Regions from separate parts of the Mus musculus genome. Here region 2 is linked to region 1. Evidence: chromatin contacts called from public HiChIP or PLAC-seq data. All regions are on one chromosome and are shown on one strand. Each heading gives the region's core, a stretch centred on a gene start, on an enhancer-like site or on the middle of the called end of the contact. The rest is flanking DNA. Distances are from core to core; before and after follow the strand shown. Region 1 overlaps Kif21b (kinesin family member 21B). Region 2 overlaps Camsap2 (calmodulin regulated spectrin-associated protein family, member 2).

Region 1 (4,544 bases), core at 832-3,331:
CATGCTCCCAGGACCCACGGAAGATAGCAGAGCATGGGGGTGTGTATGTATAACCCAAGCCCTGTGGGGGGCAGAGATAGGAGAACCCCCAGGGCTCAGAACCCATGGAAGATAGCAGAGCATGGGGGTGTGTATGTGCAACCCAAGCCCTGTGGGGGGCAGAGATAGGAGAACCCCCAGAGTTTTTTGGCCAGGCTGAATAGGCAAGCTCTCAATTCAGTGAGCCCTATCTCAAAAGTGAATTGGCAGCCAGGCATGGTGGCACATGCTTTTCATCTCAGCACTTGGGAGGCAGAAGCAAGTACCGCTCTGTGAGAGTGAGGTCAGCCTGGTCTAGATAGTGAGGCTCTGTCTCAAGGAACCAAAAGTAAATAAAATACCAATGCATAAATAAACAAGGTGGAGTGTGCTTGAAGAAGACATTCGGTATCAACTTCTGACCTCCGTATGCGTGCACATATACATACGTAAGACAGACACACACATACACAATTAAAAATAAATCTTTAAACTTTATTTTTATATTTACTTAGTAAATTTATTTATTTATTTGAGACAGGGTTTCTCTCTGTAGCCCTGGCTGTCCTGGAACAGAGATACCTGGCTGGCTCCACACGCCTCTGCTTCCCAAGTGCCGGGACTAAAGGTGTGCAGCACCATGCCCAGCTGTAAATAGGTTTTTAGAAAGAGCAGCAAGTATTCTTGACCATTGGCCGTCTCTCAAGCCCCCGCCCCCCCACATTTAAGAATCTGAAAATCCTGGGTCCTTTGCCAAGGGTGTTGGTGTCCTCACAGGCTGACCTGAATTTGAGATACTCTTGTTGTCAACCCTTTGGGACCTGAGGGAGGAGTCGGTACAAGGGGAGTAAACCGTTGAAGTACCCTCTCCCCCTCCCCGCCTCAGGACTATCTATGTGCTCATCCCAGCAGCAGTTGGCCACACCCAGTGTCACACTTCCCACAGTTCACAATGGGCAGCGGCCTAGAATAGGAACTTGTGGAGAGCAGGGGTGGGGCAGGAGACTGGCATGGGGTGGGACTCAGTTGCCCAGCCAAAATCAATGATCTGCAGGAAGCCACCCCATTCTTCGAGGCGGGAGGCTCTGTCCTGTGAGGCTGGGGACAGGATGTGCTTTGTCTTCCCTTTGGTGGCTAAGGGTCCCCTCTCACACGCTCTTCTGCTGCAGCAGAGTCTCTTTCAGAACCCCTCCCGTCCCAGCATGGAGCTCTGGCTCCTTGGGTCAGTATAAGCAGCAGGGCTTCAGAAGCCACTTGGGTTTTCATTTGGAAACCAAAGCAACAAAAGATGCTCCTGGCGTCCTGGCTAGACAGAAGTCATAAGACAGAATCTGCGGTAGGCCTTATGCATGAGGCTCTGGGTTCCATTCCCAGCCCTATATTAGTGTTTCAGGATATTTACATTTCTGTCTTCTGTGAGTGGCAAGCAAACAAAATATGTCCAGTATTTACCACACACTGGGAGTCCCAAGTCCTAGAGAAGGCATGTGCCATGTTAGTGAAGGAGATTGGCACCTTTGGAGGGGCAGGGTGATCAAATCTCAGCTCTGTCCTTGTGAGTCCCTCCTGTGTCATGACCGTTCTCATTCATAAAGAGACCGCCACCTATTACCAGGTAGAGGGATGACCTAGCAAAGAGCACCCTGAACAGTACCTGTGTATTGTGTGCTCACTGCTTATGGCTGCTCTTGAATGACTTGTACCTGCCTTGAGCCCTGCAGGTCACATAGAGGGTTGGGAGAAGGTAGCACACTCCACAGAACTCTAAACTCAGTGCAGAGTATGGGGCTCAGTCACAAAGGCCACTCTCATATACCTACCCCTAAACGACCTCCCACGCCTAAGAAAGAGCTACCAGCCACAGGCCACCAACCCACTAGCCACACCTCTGTGGACAATGGTTTTATTTATGACAAGCTCTTAGAACACACACATCCGATTTCCAGAACAGAAATGTACAGCATGAGGCTTAAATAACTTTCATACACTATGTACAGTTGTCAGCAGAGGTACAAAACATATACACACCTTGTGCTACTACGTCACAGGAGAGTGCATGAGCCAAACGAGACCCTGCAGTCTGGGTAGGGACAACCATCATAAGAGCTGGTGACAGGGCAGGGCAGGCCAGGGCAGGGCAGGGCACCAAGACATCAGAGGTCTTTTCTGACTCTCGGCAGTACCGACTTCCCACTTTCTGACAAAGCCTTTAGGACACAGAAGTGAAGGTGGAAGGGACAGGGATGAGGGAGGCCAGCTGGGTGCTGGAGATGAAGTGGGTGGGGGGCACCGGGGACAGAACAATGATGTCAAAGAAACCGAACTCTCCCTGTAGATTCTCTTGCTCACAAGGAGCAGTGAAGACCTGGGAGTCAGGAGGTGAAAGGGCTGGGCTCAAGAAGGTCTGTTGGGGAACTGGCCACTGTGCTCAGCAAAGAGAGCAGCAGTAAGCAGTTTTTTATTTGAAAGGACAAAGGGATAGATGTGGCAGGTTTGGGCTACATGGTGGGAAGGAATTCACCGCTCCTGCAGGGCAAGTCCTGCCCACACAAACATACCAGGCACAGCCAAGGGGGTGTGCCTGCTGCACCCAGCCCAGACTCCAAGGGAGGCCTCCAGGAACTGGGAGAGGGCAGGGCAGAGATGTAATGTCCTGCCTTCTCAGCAGCTTCCTGCTGGCGCCACCACCACAATGGCTAGCAGAAGAATCCTTCAGCAAGACAGCATCTTCTCCTTGTTTGTGCTTTAAGCTGCCCTTTGCCCAAGCCACACAGCCTAAGACCATTCCAGGCCTGCAGCTGGAGCAACGGTGGGAGGCTACTCCCAGGTCCATAGCTGTCCCTTTTCAAGTAGCTGTGGTGGCACTCTGACCACATCAAGGGCTGCGCTGGGTCAGCCTCTCATTCTTCGAGTTCTCTCTCTTTCCTCTGCAGTCTCTAAAGGCTGCTCCAGGCAGCATGTGCATTGAGTTGGCTGCTGTCGGACCAAGTCTCACCAACAAGACCAAACACTGAACTGGTTAATACTGGGATGGGTCCTGGCCCAGGACTGTGCACAGAAAAGACCTAAGAGAGTGGGGACAGTAGACACTTTCCATGGAAGCTAATCAATATCGGAAGCAAGGATGTCGGGGTTAGCTCAAGAGATGGGAGTCTGGGTCCAGGCTCTTCAGGCTCAGTAGGGTCAGGTACCAGCTATACTCTGGTTGTTAAAGGCTTGGGGTGTGCAGGTCTAGAGAGGACCCCCACAGGATACAGATGTGGCCTGGGCCTCAAGTCCTAGGAGGGGCACAAGGAGTAAATTAATAGTTCCCAGTGTACATAGTGCGTCAGCCAAAGACATGGGCAGCCTTGGTCTAACCTCACAGACACGGGCAGCCCTGGTCTAACCTAAGACGAAGCCCATCTGGGAAAGATCTCCTGGTGCCAAGTTTGCTCATACTGTCTACCCAGAGACCTGCTATTGTGCTCAAATTACAACCAGTTTGTGCTTCCGACAAGAAGGATGCTTGTGCAATGAGTGGAGCTGGGGTCCTGCCCCTGACTATGTACCTTGGACATCCCCGAAAGGGTGGGTGAGCAGGGACTCCAACGTTCCCAGAACACAGCTCAGAATGGCTCAGGACGATGAGCTCAGAGCTCCGATTTCAAGTTTAGTCAATGACACTCGCTGGGACAGCATAGCAGCCCCGCCATGAGGTAGTGACCCATCAGAAATGGCAGAAGGGGTAATGCCGGTGAGCACCTCTCGCGGGGGCTGTAAGACCACACACACTTTGTGCAAGAACTGGCCTTGCAGCTATACATACAGTACAGGCACCCCGGGCTGGGGCGGCCCAGCCTGAGGGGTCGGGACAAAGTCTCACGTGTTTCTGTAGTTTGTAAACAGCCATGCAGACGGGTTCTGGGTTTTCTTACAGGGTGTAAGGTCCGGGCTTTCCATTTAGGTGGAGATGGGTGAAGGAGAAGATGTGGTCACTTCTGAGTGCTAAGGATGTTCCTTAACACTCCCAGGATGAGCAGGGGAAGGAGGATTTCTGGTCTTTGCAGACAGACGGTCCAGGTTCCAGGTGATCTGCTTTTCCGGTGCTCCGTTCTAAATATCCACTTACCCAGACTTAACACCGTGTCTGGCTGGAGCCACCAATAAGCGGGACAATCTTCTTAGTTTCAGCTTCAGACACAGCTCTGGGAAGGTTCAGAGAGGGTCTGACCTTATCAGTTCCTAACTCTCCCATCCTAGGGCCTCATGGACAGGCACCAACGTACTCGCCCTAGAGGGAGAAGAGCTAAGTACAGTGGCGCTATGCTAGCTCTCCACAAGTCACCACGGCCTCTGAATGGGGCTGAGGCTCATGGATCCCGGAATGAGACCAGGATGCATAAGACCAGTGAAGCAATAGAGTAAGTGTGGACCAGTTTAAGGGCAGGGGAAGCCGGGGGAGGAACGGAGCTGGCCCCTCTCATGGCCCAGTTCTATAAATTCAGAGTTGTTCCAGTAGGGGGCGCTAGACACTGACTTCACCT
Region 2 (5,097 bases), core at 451-2,950, 150 kb before region 1:
AGGCCACCCTGGACTATAAAACTTACTAGTTTTTAGCCTATTACCTATTTAGAGCTAGATTTCTGTATTTATAGCTGCATGTCTTGGGGCAAGATAGCTTCTTAAGTTTATCAGTTAAACACATATAAAAAGGTTGTTAGGATTCATGTTTAGAGCAATGCCTGACACAGACCGTGTACTTAGTAAGTGTAAGTATTTACTTCTGTTATTTAATCTGTACATTATCTACTTATCTGTTTCACTAAGATTTTCACTGTGTATGAAAATGTATGAATAGATGTGAAACCATTAAGTAAACGTTACATGGATGTATAGATACATATGTGTCCCGGCTAATTTATGTCAACTTGACCAAGCTAGAGTAGTTTGGGAAGCAGGAACCTCAGTTGAGAAATGCCTCCACCAGATTGGCCTGGCAAGTCTGTGGTGCATTTTCTTGTTGGATGATTAATGTAGGAAGGCCAAGCTCACTACTATCCATGTGCTGATGGTCCTAGGTGCTCTAAGAAAGCAAGCTAGGCAAACTGTGAGGAGCAGGCTAGTAGGCAGCACTCCTCCATGGCCTGTGCATCAGTTCCTTCATCTAGGTTCCTGCCATGATTTCCCTCAGTGATGATCAGTAGTATGGAAATGAAGACTGAAATAAACCCTTTCCTCCCCAAACTGCCTTTGGGCCTTCTATCACAGCACAGAACCCTAGGATTGTAAGCCAGATAAGCTTGCAGTCCTGGTCACTCACTGTTGTTTGTTGTTTGTTTTTGCATTGGCCAGTGTTTAGATGTCAAGATTACCTATGTTAGTAATTTTTACTGCTATTATAGGAAGTAAAATATCCATCCATATATTTCATAACAATAGTTTTAGTATGTTTTTCTTTTTTCTTTTTTTTTAATAATAGTTTTTCTTTAATAGTTTTTCTGCTGTGTTAGTAGCTTATGTTTAGGTACTCTGATACTAAAATGTAGTACCACTACTGAGGTCTGAAGTTTACAATACTGAGCCCTATGTTGAATTTAAGTTTGCCTCACTCTTGGGTGAGCAGTGCAGCTAGGAAGGAGGAGCTTTCAGTTATCAAATGTGGATGATATTTTTAGATGTCTCCAAAATCTCAAATTTATAGATTTGCTCTGACCTCTTTCTCAGTCCTATATTTTCTGCTGCTCACTGGGTATTTCTATTTGGATATTTTTGCTGTTGTTTCAAACGTAACATGTCTAAACTGAGCTTACCCTTTCAGTGCGGCTTCTGATTCTCAGTTTTCTATACTATACTATCATGCTTTCTGTATTGGTTACTGTCCTAGTTTAGGTTTTATTGCTGTGAAGAGACAACATGACCATGGCAACTCTTATAAAGGGAAATATTTAATTGGGTCTGACTTAGAGTTTCAGAGGTTCAGTCCTTTATCATCGTGGCAGGAAGAGTGGCAGTGTGCAGGCAGGCCTGCTGCTGGAGGAGCTGAGGTTTGTGTCTTGATCAGCAGCAGCAGGAGACTGTATTATACACTGGGTGTTGCCTGAACATAGAGACCTCACCCACCTCCACAGTGACACACTTTCTTCAACAAGGCAACTTCTACTTCAACAAGGACACCTCCTAATAGCGTCACTCCCTGTGGCCTAGCATCCAGACACAGGGCCCATTCCTACTCACACTACCGGTTACTTTTCTGTTGCTGCAGTAAAACATGGAATGTTTCCAGATGGGTGAGAGTTTATCACGGCAGGGAGGCACGGCAGCAAGAGGCAGGCTTGGCAGTAGGGACAGGAAGCTGAGCACTCAAGTCTTGAATCCCCAGCACAAAGCAGAGAACAAACTGGATGTAGGGGAGGCCTTTTTTCTTAAAGCCTGTCCCAGTGACATACTTCTTTCAACAAGGCTGTAGCGTTTAAACATGCCGCCAGCTGGGACCAAGGGTTCAGAATCTGTGGAGGGCATTCTCAATCAAGCCACTACACTTTACGTCTAACCTCGATTTCATCCTCTCTGATTTTTACCTTGATCTCTGCTGTCTGCCTGGGTGCTTTCTGATTGTTTTTAGCAATATGATGTCTTCTGTGTACTCACTACGGGCTTCAAATTTACTTCTTTATCCATGTAAAGTAATGTTCCATCAATCTATAATTTTTATAGTCATCAGTATTGATTGAAAGGTTTTAAACAGAAGATCTTATCTAAATAATAGTTGTAACTATTATTAGATTAAAATGAACTATTATTATTAATAGTTCCCCTCAGTAACTTCAGTAGTCGCAGCAGAAAGGGACAGAGACCGGTTGGTGCAGGGCCTAGGGGGCTTAAGGAAGAAGGACCAGATTAATTAGGCAGCCTCAGTTCTTTCATGCAGTAGCTGTAAAGCTTTGGGCAAAGGATTTCTCCTGTCAGATGATATCGGCAGCAAGCGGTCTTTATAGAGCAGGTGCCTTTCCTGACTGACTGACTGACTGACTGACTGTAGCTAGTCACTGGCAGGTTTAAGAGCCTACTTGAGACACTGAATGGGGGGGGGGGGGGAGGGGGCATGCCTTCATGGGTCACCACACTCTGAAGACTTTCTCCTTGTTCGCTTTTCCTGTTGTATACCTCACAGCCATACCTTCTATAAAGGAAATTTGTATCTTTCCTTTTATATCTTAAACCTAGGTAGAAAAACAGACAAACAAAAGTATCATCTTGCCTGTTAAAGGAATATTGATATTTTTAGAATCTCAAGGTCTGTAGTAATATTTTAAATGATATAGGGTTTTTTAGATAGAAATTTTACAAAAATATGAAAACTTGTTTTCTTAACCTTTATAGAAAATGTGCCCGAGGAGCTTGGCGACCCATTTTACACAGACCAGTATGACCAGGAGCACATCAAACCCCCTGTCGTTAACCTGCTTCTGTCGGCCGAGCTGTACTGTCGCGCTGGAAGCCTCATCCTCAAGAGCGATGCTGCAAAGCCCCTCCTGGGCCATGATGCTGTGATCCAGGCATTAGCACAGAAAGGCCTGTATGTCACTGACCAGGAGAAACTGGTAACTGAAAGAGATCTCCACAAGAAACCCATACAGATGGTAAGGCTTTGCATACCTAAGGTTATTTCAGATTTGAAATGCATACTTGAGTGAGTTGTACTATAAAATGGAAGGAACTAATGTGTGAGATACTTTATGGCATCTGCATCTACACCTAGAGTTTAAAAGTCACCATTTATTTCTAAGTAAAGGAAGATTTGACAAACCATCTTGGAATATTTGTTTCCATCTAATACCTAGAAGAAACAATTATATAAATTCAAACTATTATGAAATAATTTTACTTTATTTAAAAATTTTCTTGTCTTAGAGATTAGCTGTAAGAAATGGGAAATGTATCCTTGACTATTTTTGTAAGGCAAGAATTTGGATTTGTAAGTTTTTCTGCATTGGTGAGGGGCTATAGCTAAATATTAGAATGTTTGCCTGGCACTTAAAGGCCTTGCCTGGGTTTCATTCCCAGAGCAACATAAAACTAACATGTAAGGTGCTGGAGAAAATAGCCCATACGTGTGAGTACTTGCTCTGAGCAAGCATGAGAAGCAGAGTTTGGATTCCAGCAGCCACGTTAAAGGCCAGGCATCGTCCTCTGCAGGCCTGTGACTGTCATTGAGGGGACAGTCAGGAGGGTTGCTGGTGCTTGCTGGGTTAATAGCCTAGCCAAAACAGAGCTAAGTGAGACACCCTGCCTCAAAGACGGAGGGTGTTAGATGTGGATGCCTAACACCCTACTTTGGCTTCCACGTGTGTACACCTATGCATATATACATATGCACACACGAAAATAATATTTAAACATGTAACGGGAAGGGGCTAGAGAGATGGCTCAGCGGATAAGAGCACTGGCTGGAACCAAATCCAAGAGGACCCGGGTTTGGTCCCTAGCCCCCACATGGCAGCTCACAACTTTCTGTGGCTCTAGTTCCAGGGGGTCTCACGCCCTCACACAGACATACATGTGGTATGCACCAGTGCAAATTAAAAAAACTGTAATGGGAAAATTGGAAAAAATGACAAATATAAGCATTTATGTGTTTCAGTCATGGTAAAACTCTTGCACATTAGATATTTTAGCTTATTTAACAACCATTAACTCATTTCTTGTACAACATACATACAGAAGGATTCTAAGTGGGTCTGGGATAAGTATGCAGGGAGTCATAGGTAATCTGAAGACATAAATCTAAATACATTTATTAAATCTAAGTACATTTTCCAAAAATACATGTATCATCAAGAATGTTACTAAAAAGCAGGTCTTGTGAAATGGCTCAGTGGGTAAGAGTTCAAATCCCCAGCACCAACATCAGACAAGCCAGGTGTGATCATGTAACCCCGTAACCTAACCATCCTGGGGTATGGGACCAGCACAGCTCTGGGATTATTGGCCCCAGCCTTGCTCCCACCTCAGGGCAAGGCTGTGTGGAAGAGTAAGAGTGATGGAGCAGAGCCCCAACCCATCCTGTGGCCTCTGTGTGCACACAAGCGGACACACCTACACATACACAATGATAAAAGGAAGAAAGCGGTGTTGTGTAAATTATTTTTCATGAGAATAGTAGTCTTGGGCTGAAGGACATGTTATGTAGAAGGGTGTATTTTAAGACTCAGGAAGAGGAAACACAGTCACCAAGGCTGGTACTATCTGGAAATGATTTTGCACTCACTCTTTCTGCTATTATCTCTCTTTAAAACCCTCACTTTAATCCTCTAAGGAACTGAGAACAGCTTCTCAAGGTAACGTCACTAAGTGTATAATAAATAAGGCTGGCTGAGCAGATTGATCTTCTCTCATGTAAGAGAGTTTCAGTTCTCACTGATGGCATCAGACTCACATGGCTACCCTGACATGTGGACATGTATGCATGTCATGTGTATGCATGTCATGTGTATGCATGTCACGTGCACAGCATTCACTAGCTCTAGGGATAATTAAATTCTGCTCGTGAATATGCCACATTTAGCTCTTCAGGGTTTACTGCCTTAGTTGGATTCAGATGGCAGCAACAGCCACTTATAATTGGGAGTTTCAAGGTTGCATAGATAGTTAGGAGCACACGGCAGAGTCTGAAGCAGC

The links. HiChIP or PLAC-seq counts read pairs in DNA pulled down with a chosen protein or histone mark.
Region 2: a contact with region 1 is called in an HNF4G HiChIP or PLAC-seq map of pancreatic cancer cells. The contact joins two enhancer-like sites. A contact is called at or near these places in 6 of 484 Hi-C or Micro-C datasets (the G1E-ER4 cell line, the P5424 cell line, Sertoli cells and 2 more), 3 of 115 datasets of contacts at active chromatin or transcription factors (embryonic stem cells and pancreatic cancer cells) and 1 of 9 other capture datasets (embryonic stem cells).

What each region holds. Positions count from the first base shown.
Region 1 is chr1:136,175,363-136,179,906 of GRCm38.p6, reverse strand. Kif21b (kinesin family member 21B) reads right to left here. Exons shown (of 35, transcript NM_001039472.2): 35 at 1,906-4,544. Among named protein-coding and RNA genes, the nearest start is that of Mroh3, 35 kb to the left of the region's middle. Within about 2 kb of position 2,081, at least 24 of the 459 cell types and tissues checked have an H3K27ac peak or open chromatin away from gene starts, as enhancers often do. A contact at or near this core is called in pancreatic cancer cells, where this site is marked.
Region 2 is chr1:136,322,699-136,327,795 of GRCm38.p6, reverse strand. It overlaps Camsap2 (calmodulin regulated spectrin-associated protein family, member 2), which reads left to right. Exons shown (of 18, transcript NM_001347109.1): 2 at 2,800-3,059. Among named protein-coding and RNA genes, the nearest start is that of Camsap2, 21 kb to the left of the region's middle. Within about 2 kb of position 1,700, at least 82 of the 459 cell types and tissues checked have an H3K27ac peak or open chromatin away from gene starts, as enhancers often do. A contact at or near this core is called in pancreatic cancer cells, where this site is marked.